Regions from separate parts of the Macaca mulatta genome. Here region 2 is linked to region 1. A link is a contact called in public Hi-C data. All regions are on one chromosome and are shown on one strand. The core of a region is the stretch at or near the end of the contact, and the rest is flanking DNA. Distances in the headings are between cores, read along the strand shown.

Region 1 (2,678 bases), core at 117-2,616:
TCAAATGCTGAAAATTGATTACCTTTGATTAGCTCTGATCTGCACAAAGAGCTCTGACAGAGTATCAGTGAAACATTACAACATTACAGACAAAGTAACAAATGATTTAATTACCAGTGTGCTTATTAATGTTAGATTCCCTGCAGTGATCCTGGCAAATCAGGGGCCTGTAATAGACCTGTGGGTTTCACTGAATTCCATTAGGGTTTAAATAATATTTCTCACTATTTCTCAAATCCTTCTTTTCATGGCTCCTTAATAACTCTAATTAATTTTAATTTGCACAAAAAAAATCCACAGCATCTTTAGAAACTTTTAATTAGCTATAAAATAAAACTCTTCTCCTCCCAAGAAGACATATATGATCAACTTTGGAGTAGCCTCACAAATAAGTTTTCATTAACAGTAGTTAGCTCTCTGTAATATTATTAAATTAAAATCTAAAACCAATGTGGAATTGCACATGTGGTCCAACTCTCCTCTTCTAGCGGCAAACAAAATGCGATTTGTTTAACAGGAACCAAGTTAAAGAACAATATGGTAAAACGTTTAGATAGTAGTATAGGAAGCATTGTCATAATACTCTTTCTTTTATTTTTGTGCATATGTATACTTGCAACCATTTTGTTAACTGTAGCATAGAAAGCACACTGATTGAGAAGCTTCAGAGTGTGCTGAAAGAGGATTTAAAAATGCAATAGCAAGAGAACACTGGCCCAGTTAGACACAGAATGTGATGAATAATGTTGGCACAAACAAGTCAAGCTTATCTAGACTTGTACTCGGGAACATTCAGATCACTTTGGATTGGCAGCTTTTAGGGCTTTCCCCAATTTGATGCCATTATATATGACATTAAATTATTGTGAAGTAATGACAATGAAAACCCAGATGATCAGAGGAGTCAAACAGAGCGGCTTAAATTAAAATATGTGTGTGCAAGTGTTTCAAGGCAAAGAAAAATTAGAGGGTAGGCAATTAAAAGGTTGTTTAGCACAGAAATGCTGATATACAGACAACTTTAGAATAATATTTTTTCACAGTGGCTTTGCAGTTCTGCAGAAACAGGGCAGTGCTGCAGGTGTTTCTGGGTGGCATTTCAAAACCACTAGCTATACAACTTAAGACATGGGGATATGCAGCCCCCAACGCTGATGAATGCATTTATTACGTTCAGTGCTGTCAGCAGCTGAAAAGCTATCCATCACATTGAAACAGCACAGAGTCAGGAGTCTCTTTTTGTGGAGAAATATTGAAGTCAGATTGTTGATGTCAAAAGTCAAAGTATAGTTCAGCTATCTGTTTTATGAATCTGACTGAGACACATTGTGCCTGTGCGCAAACTGATATCTACCAGAGCTCATTTTAGCAAATGTGTGATTTAGAAGTCAAAAAAACATTCGTACAACCAAACTCATAGCAGGCAGAGGCTGTGGCATGCATACATAGTTTTTACATTTTAATATGACACCGTGTGGTAGTGTTTATCATCTGAAATCTAAGCCATATCAACTTTCTAGCTATGATATTTAAGATCTGTGTACTTTCAAAAAAGTATTCACACAATAAAAGAATACATTAAAATATAGCCTCAATAGCAATGTTATTGGCCTTGTTGGGCTTGATTTTGCTTTTATTTTCTTCTGAAAATCAAATCACAAAGGCATGGTGAATTCACTGCATTCTCAATTTAAAAAATAGACACTATTTAGGGTCAAAATGATATCAGAATTTAATAGCCACTGGGTTGCAGACACTGCTTGAGGCCCCTTTTGTACAAATCCACCTCATTACACTTCCAGACCTCTATTATGATACTACTTATAACGTCTGAGCATAGATTTTATAAATAGTCATAAGTTCCAGACATCCCCAATAACCAAATGTTGCTGAATTCTTAGAAAACAAGAAAGAATAAAAGAGTAAATTTTCTATCCTCAGCCCCCTCTTTTTTGTTTTGCTCCTCAGTTCACCTTATTTGGAAAGATATCCATCTTTTCCTTTCCACTGGAATTTTTTACAATTATTTTACAAAAAAAAAAAAAAGTGAATGAAATGAAAATGGTTTGGGTGGTACATATTCATTCCTATTTCACAGAATCTTTAAACTAACTTTGTAATAGGTGACACAGCTTGGAAACTATTGTTTTATTTGATCAAATCTTGGGGATCAAAGTGTACGTTTTGAGTGTATTTCTTTAAGCGAGGGCTTTGTGCCTCCGAGGTAGCATATGCTCAGAATGCTATTACACTTGCCAGCCTTCCTGCAAATTTGTGGTGTTTAACAAAAAACAAGCACATTTTTCAATTCAAGTCAGGGAGACTCTTTTATTTTTGCTGATTTCGCCTTCTTTTCTCTTTTCTAGCACAACCCTCAGGGCGCGTGATGTAATGGTCAGCACTTGCACATGGGAGCCAGAAAGCCTTTAATGAACTGCAAACTTTGTTCAATAAAAATGATTGTGTTCCAGCTTTTTTCTCCTTCCAAAGAAGAGAAAACATACAAATATCATGTAGAAAGCTTTAGGAATCGTAAAGACCTCAGTAGGTCTTAAAAGCATTATTTATTTTTAAAAGCAAGGAAAGAAAAAGCAACACACACAAAAAACAATAGCAGAGATTATTTTTATCCTAACTTGGTTTGATGACACCAGATGCAGAACAGGGCTCTATGGCCT
Region 2 (2,678 bases), core at 82-2,581, 74 kb after region 1:
GCAGAGATATTATGAAGTTAAAACTAAAGTCATTTTCATCAAAGCTAATCATAAATTTTATTTTCTTAAGTGTCTCCCAGAGTATTCACATTGCAGGTCTGTAAAGGAGACTCTTAAAAGTACTCTCTGGTCTTGGGTTCTAATTAGAAAGAATCCCATTAAACGTGGGAGCATTGCCGTGATGATAGTCAGGAGAGCAAAAACAAAAACACTCACATTTGGTTCATGAGGCTTTGGATGAACCCATTGAACACTGGTATTTTAGGAAGGTATTTCTTACTGTTGAAAGTATAATTGGCCATTCATTACTTAGATGACCAGCTTCACAGTGGTTTGCACCCATTTGTATAACTTATGTAAATGCATAAATGCTTCCTTTGAAATGACATAAAACCTAAATCACTCCATAAACTAATAAATGATAGTTGCTCGCTATCTTGTACACAGTTAGCTTTTTATTGGTTAAAAAAAGTAGGTGAACATCACAGATGCAAAATGTTTGTTGTTAAGAATGTGTGTTTACAGGTGTGGAATACCCTAAGGATGGGTAGAACTGATACCCTGCTGCAGGTGCAGACTTTAATAAACAGGAACTTGTCTTTCCTCTAATCACTTCTCTCCCTTATCATGCTTTTGGATTATCTCAATTCACATTAAGTATCACTTGTGCATAAAGCATATACAGTGTACTATATTTATTTAGGTATACATGTGACTAGATCTTCTATGAATAAAACCCAAAATGCATTCACATGAGAAAATGGAGTGGTTTAATTTAAATATTTTAGGAGTGCTAGAATACTAATAAACATCTGGAAGAACAGATAAAACTAGATAAATGTTTAGCCTTGTTATGAGTAACACACTAGCATACGATTAGGTTTATAATGGTTGTAATTTAACAAAACTGTTGTATGAAATATTTTGTTTAGCATTCATTAAAAACTGTTAATGCACTTGTGTTTTTCATGGACTAAATTTTTTGCAGCAGACGCACGTTATTAGTATAATACAAATATGCTAAAAAGCAAACAGTTTGGTGTTAAAATGTTTTAAGTAGGATTGTGAAAAGAAATTTTACACCAATCTTTATTTTTTTTCATTTTTACAGGGAAATTTTTACCACAAATTCCATATTTTAATGATATTATACCAACTCTATTTTTTAAACTCATTTTGTCACTGTTTTGTAACAGAAACACTGTAAATATTATAGATGTGGTAAACTATTATACTTGTTTTCTTATAAATGAAATGATCTGTGCCAACACTGACAAAATGAATTAATGTGTTACTAAGGCAACAGCCACATTACATGCTTTCTCTTTCACAGTAGGCAGCAGAGCATATGGTTTTCTCTTAATGGAACGCTAGCTTCTCATTAACATACCAGTAGCAGTGTCAGAACTTACAAACCAGCATAACAGGGAGATGGAAAAACTTATAAATTAGACCCTTTCAGTACTATTGAGAAGGAAATGACTGATGTTCTAAGGTACAATATTTAGCTAATACTGTGCCCTTTTCTGCACCTTCTTTCCACAAAAAGAAACTTTTTTCTTATAATAAATATAAATATAAATATTGAAGTGCAAGTTATTTTTACCCTGCTTCTAAGAGTGATTGGCACCCTGATTTTGATAACTCTTCTTAAAAATAATATTTCATTGCCTTTTTGCTCACAGTATGTTTCAAACAGCTGTATTTTCACCATTCCGTTTCAATACAGAGAAGCAGTTGAAATACAAAACTAATTTTCTTATCTTCCTAAAAGAGGAAATCCGTAAGGTAAACACAAAACGAACATGTGAAGGAAACCCTTTATTTTCTGAAGGCTAAGGCCGACCACGCCAATAGCGGAAGTGGAGCCGCCAAGAGGTCATGATTGGTAGTGAAGGGAAGAGAGGAATTTTATTTAATCCCCATTTCAGCGCGTGTGGTTTAAATCATATTTAGCCATCTCATAATAATCACCGTGATTTAAATTGATCATCCAATTTTTTTATTTATTTTTTAAGCTCCTTCTCATTGAGAATTCAGCTGTATTTGAGGAAAGAACGTATCAATATCATGTCCTAAAAGACACATTTTAAAAGTTAAACCTATAGGTACGACATAGAAATTATACTTACATATGGATAACAAAACTTCACATTCCATAAATTTCATAAACTGAAGTAGTTTTATCATCTACATTTTTAATTTTTTTATTTTTTACTTTTTATTTTTATTTATTTATTTATTTATTTTGAGATGGAGTCCCGCTCTGTCGTCCAGGCTAGAGTGCAGTGACGCGATCTCGGCTCACTGCAACCTCCGCCTCCTGGGTTCAAGCAATTCTCTGCCTCAGCCTCCCGAGTAGCTGGAATTACAGGTGCTTGGCACCACTCTTGGCTAATTTTTGTATTTTTTTAGTACAGATAGGGTTTCACCATCTTGGCCAGGCTGGTCTTGAACACCTGACCTCATGATCCACGCGTCCTGGTCTCCTAAAGTGCTGGGATTACAAGAGAGAGCCACCGCACGCAGCCTATATTTTTACATTTTTATAGCATTTACTTATAATTAAATAATTGAGTGCTACAATAGTGAAATATAAGGTTCTGAAAAAGTTGACCTATGTTTCAGGGTTATTGGATAGTAATTGCCAGAAAGGAAACAGATGTATTAATCCTCTG

Evidence for each region. Hi-C and Micro-C count contacts between places; a contact is called where the count stands out from the background.
Region 2: a Hi-C map of fetal cortical plate shows a contact between it and region 1, with 3 times the contacts expected there. The contact joins two enhancer-like sites. A contact is called at or near these places in 2 of 14 Hi-C or Micro-C datasets (fetal cortex germinal zone and fetal cortical plate).

The regions. Positions count from the first base shown.
Region 1 is chr7:102,563,690-102,566,367 of T2T-MMU8v2.0, forward strand. No RefSeq gene overlaps it. Among named protein-coding and RNA genes, the nearest start is that of PRKD1, 490 kb to the right of the region's middle. Within about 2 kb of position 1,367, at least 7 of the 40 cell types and tissues checked have an H3K27ac peak or open chromatin away from gene starts, as enhancers often do. A contact at or near this core is called in fetal cortical plate, where this site is marked.
Region 2 is chr7:102,637,945-102,640,622 of T2T-MMU8v2.0, forward strand. No RefSeq gene overlaps it. Among named protein-coding and RNA genes, the nearest start is that of PRKD1, 410 kb to the right of the region's middle. Within about 2 kb of position 1,332, at least 7 of the 40 cell types and tissues checked have an H3K27ac peak or open chromatin away from gene starts, as enhancers often do. A contact at or near this core is called in fetal cortical plate, where this site is marked.